2 separate regions of the Hordeum vulgare genome follow, and region 1 is linked to region 2. A link is a contact called in public Hi-C data. All regions are on one chromosome and are shown on one strand. Each heading gives the region's core, a stretch centred on a gene start, on an enhancer-like site or on the middle of the called end of the contact. The rest is flanking DNA. Distances are from core to core; before and after follow the strand shown.

The links. Hi-C and Micro-C count contacts between places; a contact is called where the count stands out from the background.
Region 1: a Hi-C map of leaf shows a contact between it and region 2, with 2.8 times the contacts expected there. The contact joins the enhancer-like site here to the promoter of LOC123405348 in region 2. A contact is called at or near these places in 2 of 6 Hi-C or Micro-C datasets (leaf and seedling).

The regions. Positions count from the first base shown.
Region 1 is chr6H:94,996,098-95,001,892 of MorexV3_pseudomolecules_assembly, reverse strand. No RefSeq gene overlaps it. Among protein-coding and RNA genes, the nearest start is that of LOC123405348, 110 kb to the right of the region's middle. Within about 2 kb of position 4,097, at least 3 of the 3 cell types and tissues checked have open chromatin away from gene starts, as enhancers often do. A contact at or near this core is called in leaf and seedling, where this site is marked.
Region 2 is chr6H:94,882,019-94,887,573 of MorexV3_pseudomolecules_assembly, reverse strand. LOC123405348 (probable leucine-rich repeat receptor-like protein kinase At1g35710) reads right to left here and starts at 2,961. Exons shown (of 2, transcript XM_045099072.1): 1 at 374-2,961; 2 at 136-305. The coding sequence starts at 2,897. The coding sequence ends at 154.

The DNA.
Region 1 (5,795 bases), core at 2,848-5,347, 110 kb before region 2:
AGCTGACCCTTATCTCATGAACGAGGAAAACCTAAAAAATGAGGAACGGAGGTGGTGCCTTAAGTGTTACCTTCTGAATTTCATGCAAACAGAACATGCTTAAAAACTTCCTCCTCGTGTCCTACCAACCAAATTGTGTCCTTCTTTAGCTTTACTCTTTCACTTTTGTACCTTTCCTTCATATATATATAACTTTGTCATGATCGCACGGTATGTTTATTCTGTTTTATGCAGCAATCATTGGGTTCTCCTAGTGGTAAGACCGTCAAGTTCCAATTGTTACTTGCTAGATTATGCGAAGAGCCTGTAAAATACTAGTCCCTCCTCAAGGACCATCTCGATGATTGTCCTTTTGATTGGAATAATACAGGACGTCACATGTTTGGGAAAAACTACAAATGAAGCGGAAAGAAAATGATTGCCTTCAAATGGAACACTCTATCTTGTATGCAACAACCGCTTACTAGTCTGACTTGTGGCTTCCGCACCTGCATTCACATGGAAGAATTCATACAGTCCATGAAAATGTTAAATCACCATGATAAAATCCTCAAATGGTGTCAAGAAGTATGAAACAATCAGCCCAAAGCTGGCTTAGTGCTCCAAGAACTACAAGTCAAGTTAGCGGCTACCATAAACTACGAGGTCCACTTGCCGTCCGTTCTATTCTATAATAACTTCGAAGAAGATGCATCCAACCAATAAAAGATCCTTACCTAGCGCATTGCAGTAGTCAAAACTGAAACTGTGACTAAACATATTTGGCGTTATGCACTATGTAGTTGATGAACATGTTCTTTGTCTAGCTACTTTATTTTTATTGTACTTATCATTCTTTATTTTCAATGATTACCACTAGTTTTATTCCTAATTTTCTCATACTTAATTGATAAATGTTCCCTATTTACATAAGCTAAAGATGCGACGGCACTATAATATATGCTGCCATGGCATCATTTTTGTTCTAGCCTGGTGCAACAATCAATGGCGGGCAATAGCAATTGTCCGCCGCTCGTACTTCACACGTTACTGACGGGCGAGGAGGAAGACCCGCCATAGGTATGTCTGCCCGACACTACCACGAGATGGACATCACTAGCGGGTCGGCCATGCTGCTCGCCACAGGTAGGGACCTACCAGTGGCGGGCGGGCGCCCGCCACTGATGCCCCATTAGTAGTGGTAGGAGGTCAGTGGCGGGCGGCACAAAGGGGCTCGCTCGCCACTATTGGCCCTTTTTTGCCCGCCACTGCTAGGCATTCCTGTAGTAGGGTAACACCCCAAGCATGTTAGGAGCGCTCAATATGAAACATAACACCAGTATACGGAACTAGGGCGGCAAAGGTGGAACAAAACACCGAGCAAAAGGCCCAGCCTTCCAACTTTTACCAAGTATACATATGCATTAAATTAAATAGCAAGAATATTGTGATATCCCAAAGATATTCTTGTTATCACATGGAACAACCTGCACCTGCAACTAACAACGCTATAAGAGGGAGTTGAGCAAGCGGTAACTTAGTCAAACAATAGTTTGCTAGGATGCAGACAGTTAGAGGCTTATCATGTCATTTTAGGAGGCTTGACAAACAAGTTGTAGGAAGTGAGACATAACAATAGAAACGAGATAGCTAGCATAGCAATGATAGTAGTGGTATCCAGGAAAATAATCATCTTTCCTAAGATCCCGCTTCAAAGTAGAACGAATCCATGAAGTAGACAAACAAGCGTAGTCGAACGAATCCTCACACTTCGAACGGTTTCGGAACTCTAGCGAGAGAAGCAAATCCGGAGACGAACAAGTAACATGGTAAACGCCACAACGTATACATGGCATGATGCACAATCAAGTATGTTGTATGTCTAATTAATTATGCATGGCATGGAAAAGCACAACAATCAAATACTAAATATTAAGTGAAGTTCAATATGCAACGAGTTGCAAATTAACGATACTCCACATTCGAATCATTTAGTTCACTTTTGTTTATTTACACGACAAGTTTATATGTTGTTAAACATAGCAAGAGGTGAAACATAATTACACTATTTATCTAGGCGTTTTTAAATAAGATTGAAAATAACTTATATTATTTCCAAAACAACCCGTATACATATTATAAATTTGGTCCTGTTTTGCATAATCATATTTTACATTTTAAATTAATTAAACAGAAAAATAAAGTGCACCATGTTATTCTACATGTTTTTTTAGACAAGTTACATATCTAAAACATTTGCATCAGAGTTACGGTTATTAAGATATGAAATATACCGTTTTTAACATGGCATTAAGCAAATTTAAGCAAACAGCAATGTTACACATTTTAAACATGGATAAAGTTGAATATTGTTAATCTACACAAAATTGTGAACATTTTTCATATATAATTCATTTTAATCTGATGCATGGTTTGTGAATTATTATATGCATGATCAATAGGGGAGGAAGGAGAGGGAGAGTGGATCTGTGACGGGGCCTCCATGATCCGTCCATTTCCGGCAATTTCGAGGCGCAACCTGAGCTCCTTTGACGACAATGGAGAATCTACGGGAGGAAAAGAGGAGAGAGAAGTTATGGGAGAGGTAGAGAACGGGAGAAGGAGAGAGGCGTGCGGCAACACTCTCCTCGCCTGGTCGCAGAAGGTAGGGCATGGCGACAGCGTCGGCCGACGACGGCATATGCTCTGATGGGGCCGATCGGGAGGAGCGGGATCGGGCGCGGGACGGGAGCTCGGGCACGGGGAGATGCGGGCGCTCCGTTGCAGGGCTGCGCATAGGAGGCGGCGGTGCGGTTCACGTGGCGGCTGGGTTTGGGGCGCATGAGATTTGAGGTGAAGGGAGGTAGGGATCCATTTTAGGAAGGGGAAGGTGTTTAAATAGGGAAGGAGTCTAGGTTTAGGGAGTTTTTGCCCCATTTTGGAGCCGTTCGATCTCGATCGGACGACTCCGAACACGGGGGTACCTAGGTGAGTTGTGGGCTGTGTAGGAGGCTCTTAGGCTGAGACGAGAGAGGAATTGAGCGGCGTGTGACAGAGTTTGTATAAACTGAAAGCATCCAAAGATTTAACCGGTTAGTGCCACTATAGGTTTATCCATTAGGGTATCAAACGACTTCCGAATGCGACAAAATTTGACATGTGGTTTTCTATAATATAATAAGGCCGCACGCCAACTTTCAACCCATTCTGAAAAAGTTGTATACGTATTTTTAAAAGAAATATTTTAATGATGTCGCGGGCGCGTGTTTGTGCGTTTGGTCTTGAAACGATCAACAACGAGAACGGAGAGAACCAGCTACTACGAACGGATGCAACTTCCAAAAAATACTGCGTCGGATTATCGATGCAATATGAATGATGCAATGATGAATACGACAAACAAATGAATCACGCAGCGAAACTCAAAAAACTGAAAGACATCTGGAGCATCGATGTCAAACTGTTACGCTATGTTACAATATTTGTAACACCGAGGCCGTCATTCAGGGCATAACTTCATCCACAAGAGGCGATCACTTCAGTAGACTCGTAATCCGAAGAAGCCACTCTGGAATGAAGGCGATCACTTCAGTAATCGAGAAGTTGTTGCAAGAGTGTTGCCGGCAATAGATGGTACTTTCTGTGTAAAGAAATATAAAAGCGTCTAGATCATTACTATTTTAATGATTTAGATGTTTTTATATTTATTTACGAAAGGAGTAGTACATTGCTATTTCATCTGTTGAAATTTGTCTGAATATATGGTTATAGTTGGACTTGGTAAAATCGATTACTATTTTAATGATTTAGTTGGACTTGGTAACATCTGTCTGGGAAATCGATTGTGACTTTGGAAAAGAAGACGAAAGGAGTGCACAAATTCCCTGTCAACAGAACGCGTGGAACGGGGTCAACATCTTGATTGATCAGACCACATGTATACAGTATAAGATAAGGACACCACACCTCAGACAAACAGATATCACTTTCATATAGCAATTGCCGAATTAAATAAATAAGGCGGCCAATGAATCTGCCCCGTTTTACAGATGAAGACATAACGAGGTCGCATATCTCTTTCCACTCCCATTGTACTAAAAAACAATCAGATTTAAGATTGAAGAGACGGCCTAAGAAATGCGTACCTTTCCCAGAGACTCGTGGCCGTGGCTGCTCTGTCGACCGGCGGCCCCGACGAGGGTTGGCGAATGGGCGCTCGTGCGGGGCGGTGGTGGTAGGCGAGGTGGTGCGGGGCTGTGGTGGGAGGCGGGGCGGAATTATCTCGTGTTTTGGTAGGGGGTGCTCCAACGCCGCGCGGCGGCGGGAGAGGTCGACGGCGGCACTGCCGGCCGCCGAAGCGGGGCGGCGAGGTGCACCGATCGGCAGACAAGCATGAAGAAAGAAGTCAGTAAACTAAGTTGGGCCTTCGGCCTCCCTCAAAAACAGTTGGGCCTTCGGCCAGGCCCAGTGAAGGGGCCACTCTCTCTCACACACACACACAGAGATCGAATTCTGAAGGTTTCTCATAAACAAAAGATCGAATTCTGGATAAAGAAGCTCAGTTCGTTTGCCAGATACCCCCTCCGTCTCAAAATTCTTGTCTTAACTTTTTCTAAAAATTAATGTATCTAAATACTAAAACTTGACTAGATGCATTCATATCTAAACAAATCTACGACAAGAATTGTGAGACGGAGGAAGTATAAGTCTTTCTGGCGATTCTATTAAAAAACTACATACGAATGTATATACATATATTTTAGAGTATAGATTTACTCATTTTACTTTGTATGTAGTCATCTAATGAAATTTTCTAAAAGACTTATATTTAGGAACGGAGGAAGTAGGATAGTGTATAAAAATGTGTTCTTCTAACTGAACGAATAAACATAAAAAGGACAAAACAAACTTCAAGAGGAAGCATGCAAATGTTATACTGTATTTATTTGAAATAAAATGTAAACCAAACAAGAATCAGGAAAAAAACAGAAAATGCACTAAAATCGAAAAACTCGTGTTTCTCAAATATACACTTAGAAGACCGCATGAAATCATGTAAAAACCAGCCTACAGTGAGCGCTATCCTGTAAAAAAAACTAGTGTTGTGGGCAATACAGCGAATCCTATTCCGTGCATAGGGCACAGATTATACGGTTTTTGAGGCGCGGAATAGATGCAAACGCGCCCAGCCCTTTATACACCCTTTCTGCATTTAGATAGTTTGATTGTATTTTTTATTTTTATTTTCTAGTTTTCTAATATTTACCGCTTTATTTTTTTCAGTTTATGATTTATTGGGTTTTCATTTTTTTTCTATTCCAGATTTCTTCTGCGAAAACAAAATCATTGAAACCTATTAACACGAGATCTTGTTTAGAAGATCTATCGAGAAAAATCTAGGGGAAATTTTGTTTTTGCCACTCTAGATTTTGTCAATTTTCCTTATGCCACTATAATTTTTGACATTTCACTTTTTCCACTCTTAGTTTTTAACCATTATCACATTTGTCATTTTCGTGGCAAAAACAAAAATTTCAGAGTGACAATTGTGATAATTCTCAAAAGCTAAGAGTGGCAATAGTGAAATAAAATTATTTTGATTTTTCCACTGAGTGGCAATTGTGATAATTGTCAAAAGCTAAGAGTGACAAAAGTGAAATGTCAAATTCTGAAGTGGCATAATTTTTTTGGCAAAATCTAGAGTGGCAAAAAAAAAATTCCTAAAAAACTAACGGTGAAATTCATGTTTTTTATGCATGAATTAAAAGATAAAATATTTTGAAAAAAAAAATCTAGGAGGAAAAGGGAAAACACTT
Region 2 (5,555 bases), core at 1,712-4,211:
ATCTATTCGGAAAATTGCCTATTTACTCAACATATACATTGTATATGTACGGTGGCCTATAGTATACAATACGAGATGGATATACGTTTTTCCTTCTATGTTTTGTGGAGGGGGTGTCTACCGAAGCAAAAGTGATAAAGCTATACAACAAACTTATTCAGATATAAAAGTTCGGCATAACAGAAATCGCATGCCAATACATGGCATGCTTGTCTTGAACCTTGAAACAGAATATGTCAAGTCAACTGATACATTCAATACTTGGACAGCTTTCTGTACTTCCAGATATGCATCCCCTTCGTAACCTTCTGTTGCATGGCATCGATGCAACTTAAGAAAGCACATCGCCACAGCTTCCAGAAAAATAACATACCAAACCATAACCACAAACCAAAAACTGTTCCAGCAATCACTGAGTAGTACATCCAAATGGTCTCAAGTTGTTCATGTTGTTCTGTTCCCCCATCTGTTCCATTTTTACATGAAATGTTCAACAGAGAGCCACAAAGTCCCAGGTTGTTGCTATAAATTGATGGGTCATCCAGTGTTCGGAGTTGATTGCCTGTAGGTATCTCTCCGGATAGAAGGTTGTTCGAGAGATTAAGAGAGCTGAGGAATAACAAGTTCGATATGCTAGAAGGAATTGCACCTGATAGTTTGTTCCACGAGAGGTCAAAGGATTCTAACAACTTCAGATTGCCAATGTCCTTCGGGATACCACCAAATAGATGATTTCTTGACATATTTAGAAACTGGATGCCTCTAAGATTTGTCAACTCTGAAGGGATTTCACCAGATAGAGAATTGCTGGAGAGATCAATACCAGTCACAAATGCATCTCTTCCCCGAAATGTATGCTCCCGTCCCTTCCAAACTATGTCCATGCTGCCATTGTAAAAATATCCAAAGGTGGTCGATCGTATGTTGATTGTTAGAACCGGCTGCATCATGTCTGGCTGTCTCATTGAAGGGGAAAATGCAAAACTTTGTGGTATGGTGCCTACCAAGTTATTTTCAGCTAGATCAAGTAACTGCAGATGGGGGAGTTGTGATAGCTGCCACGGAATACTTCCAGAGAACATGTTTGATCGCAGTCCAAGGATCCTCAGCAGACGTTTTCTTTCCCCTATCCACGGAGGAATTGCACCAGAAAACTCATTGTTCCCGAGATCTAAAATAACAAGGTTTTTGAAGTTCTTCATGACTGCTGGAAAGTAACCTGTGAACTTGTTGTTCGACAACTGCAACAATCTTAGGGAAGTACTGTAGTAAGTTGAGGTTGAAACTTCCCCAGAAAAAGCATTGCTTGACAAATCTAAGGATTGTAAATCTTTCAAGTTCCACAAGCAACCAGGAAGCTGCCCAATTAACTTATTATTTGATAGACCCAAGAGTCGCAAATGTTTTAGTTGACAAAAGGCAGACAATGGTTCTGCCAAGAAGCTGCTATTCTCAGCCACCTTAAGAACTGCCAACTTCCTGCTATCAAGATTAGGAATGGTACCTGTAAACTTGTTGCTAGACAAGTCAAGGACAACAAGATTTACCAACAACGCGATGGCTGCAGGAAGCTCACCCTCAAGATGGTTGAAGCTGATGTCAAGGAATTTCAAAGATGTCGCATTACCGATATCTGACGGTATTGTTCCAGTTATGTGATTCTTGTACAAGGACAATAGTTGCAAGTTCCGCATGCTTCCCATCTCCACTGGGATCGAGCCAAAAAAATTGTTGTTGTACAGGGCAAGAAAGACAAGCTCCTTCCACTTGCTGATCTGTGGGGGGATGCTTCCGGTTAACCAGTTGTTGGATACATCAAAACCCTTCATTTTGGTCCAGTTTGCAGAAATATCTTGTGGAATGGAACCATTGATTTTGTTGTTCCCTATGTCAAAATATTGCAAATTCCGCAGTCTGCCATAAGATGGTGGCAAGCTTCCAAACAAATGGTTCCCTTCCAGTAACATGTGTTCAAGACTGGTAAGATTCCCCAGCTCGGGCGGAAGACTAGAAATCAAATCAGTGTTTCCAATGTTGAGCCGCTGTAGCAACTGAAGCTTCCCAAGTGAGGCTGGGATCGACCCACCAAGTGAGTTGTTGTACAGAGAAAGCATTCTCAATCCAGTTATCATCCCAAGCTCTTTGGGGATTCCTCCTGTGAGATTATTTGAGTTGAGATATAGCCACTTGAGCTTTTGGAGCCTTGAGAGTGAGCAGGGTATGGAGCCAGAGAATCCATTAGAGGATAAATTCAGATACCGCAATCTTGGAACCATCTCAGACAATGAATCTGGTAACGGCCCTGAGAAGGAGTTACCCGATAAATCTAGAGACCTCATACTAGGACTGGAGCAGTTGAGGATGAATTGTGGGAAGGTACCATTGAGGTCATTATTAGCTAGAGATAGCAACTTCAAAGTGGACATAGGTGAAAACTTGGCATATTCCGGGTTGGTCAAGTGGTTGTTTCCCAAATCTAACTCAACAATCATTGGAAGCTTACTAAGTTGATAGGGAATGGCACCAGCAAGATTGTTATAGCTCAAGTCCAGAATACTGAGGGAGGACAACATGGAGATATTTGCTGGTACGACGCCAACAAGATTATTGTTGTAAAGATCTAGCAGAGTGAGGTTCTGTAACGCTGCAGAGTAGAAGGCGTGAAGCGTACCATGGAGCCCCGCGTTATGAAGTTGGAGCTCGGTAACATGTCCGGCAGCATCACAGGTGACGCCGAACCAAGAGCATGTAGAGTTGGTAATCGACCAAGAGGACAGCAAGTTGGTGCCAATCAAAGTGGACTTCCATCGGAGTAGTGCTTCTGCTTCCTGGTTGGTCTCCTTGGCTGTGCATACTAGCAAGCAAACGGAAATATGGAAGAATTTCAGCAGCACCATTGCAGCGGGCAGAATGTTTTATGTATTGCCTTTAGAAGTAGGTAATGTGCACATAGATCAAAGTTATCATAGGAGAAAAAAAGGTGAATATATTTCAGTGCCGTCGCAGTCGCGGGGGGTTATATGTGAGGAAAATATCAAACCTAGCAGTAATGAGAGGAAACACTCTTGGCTATCCCAATTCCTAGCCCCACAGGGGTGTGATTGCAGGTAAAGTCATGGCTGATGACTGAGACTGCTGAGAGGATGTATGTGGTTGTAACTGTCTGCTAACACAAAGCCAACCAGCTGCGCGGCTCAAGTCCAACGCCCAAATCAGTCAGTCCATGTCTAGGATTGAATGCCAATTCTTGCCCACAAGCATGGAACCTCCAAAAGTGTAGTGTGAAATAAAAATAAATAGCATAACCCATCTTTGGTTCAGTTCAAGCATGTGGCCGTGAGCTTCTGTACCTAAATCATCCAATTATTGCATATATTCAGACGCTTATTTCACTAGCAAGGGGATGCAACAACAGGCTCGCTCGCTCCTTCCCTTCACTACTTACGGCATCTTGTAGCAACCTTCAGATTGTCAACTGGGCATTTAACTTCTAAATTTATTTTTGAAAACCAAACACAAAATCTGCAGAAAGGAATGGAAACTTCAAACCGAGAAGAGCAGAGGCAATGTGATCACAGCTACTCCCCCCCCTCAGGATCCTCCGACTTGATCGCAGCCTGAGGGCGACAAGGAGGTTCCCTCACGTCTCTGGCTGGGGTACAGCCTCCAGCGCATGTTTTTCGAAATGGCACTTATCCTTACATCTGGGCATGGGCAGCCCGGCCCGGCCGGCCCGACCCGAAAATTCCGGGCCGGGCCAGGCCTGATCGTGCCATCGGGCCGGGCTCGGGCCTGAAAAGTAAGCCCGAAGAGCAGACCAGGCCGGGCTCGGGCTTGCAAAACGTATTTTTTAAGCCTAGATCGGGCCGGGCCTGTCGGGCTTTACCGGGCTTTGCATGTTCGGGCTGGGTTCGGGCCCGACGGCTGGGCCAGGCCGGGCTCGGGCCTAAGTTTTCCCGTTCGGGCTTTTTAAAGCCCGGCCCGAAACCCGGCCCTGCCCGGACTATGCACAGGTTTAGTTATCCTGCATTCATTAAGAAAAAAGAGTTGTTCGATTAATTAGAAAAAACCAAACGAAAACCAGACTGTCCGGTTAAATATGAAGAACCAGGCGAAAACCTTCACAACCGCTGAGCGGCACCTCTGGAGCATGTGGTCACAGCCTCATAGGAGAGAACAATGGTCTGGCTGCCGGAGACGAGGATGGCGCTGAGCTCATGACCCACTATACAAACACGCCTAAGCAAAGCTCTAAAAAATAGTAACCACAACCATGAAACATACATGACTGTAACTCACATAATTCAGACAAACAAAGCCTAATATAAATTCCATTTTGAAAAAAAATATACAAATATGTACAAGTTTGATCTCTCCCATATATTGTAACAAATTGTAATTCAATTCTGTCCACACGCTCGCATGAAGAAATATTGTTTGTTGGTGAAAGAAAACACAAGGAGAAGAGCCATGAACAATACATCTATATCCATTAGGAAAAAGTTTATTTTAAACCCTGAATTCATAGAGGTTCGGCGAATCAAACCCTCAAGTCCAAATCCCTGTCGTTGGCTGATCCCGGTCTAAATCGGACCTTGAGACGCAAAAATGCTAACGGGAGAAATGTCAACGGGGATTCGGCTGGCTGATGGGCTGGATCGGCCCATTTTTTTTTAGACTGCTAAAAAAAGGCTGCCCATGGTCTAAAAAAATAAAAAAAACAAAAAAATGAACACAAAAAGTTTATAAAAGTGAAAAATCTAATAAAAAGGCTGCCCTTTTTCAAAAAGTGAACACAAAATATATTTAAATATTATAAAAATAGTACGTGGTGTTTCAAAATATATTTAAATATTATAAAAATAATACGTGGCATTTTAAAATATATTTAAATATTATAAAAATAGTGCGTATGATTTATGCCCACGGTTTTGGTCCTTTGGGACTTTTCAAATGGATCATCATTCACAAATCACAGTACTACTAGTACCCAACCTGATCTAAGTTGAAAAACAAAAATTACTCACAGGTCTGCCACGCATCCTAGAAGTGCACAGTAGAATGAATGTGTATACAGAGTGTTCTAGGAAGTACTTCAGGGTGGAAAACAAAACCGGCCAATGGTAAACTACTACTCGATCTCGCAAATCGCAATGCAGCTGCGTATGAATTACCAATGGGATCAAATTGTCGTGCACAGCATTATCACACATGAGATTAGAACTGCAAGCAGAGACGATTAGTCACCTGGCATCCCCGTGGCGAGCATACCAAGCCGCTCGGTGATAGGGGGGTCCGATGTGTCCAGCAACAGGTCCTCGAATGCAACAAGCACGTACGGCGCCACCGGTTACTCCACAAAATCACGAGACGGTTCGATCACCATTCACCAGTGCTGGCCAGCGCATGTGCACTCACCGCCGGTGCCTTGGTCCGCTGGGTGATGACCCAGACGGAGTCGGCGTCGCGCACGGCGACGGAGGTGATCCCCTCCAGCTTCACGGAGTTGCGGGCGTAATCTGCGGCAGATAGAACAGGCAGGTCGGCGCGGAGCC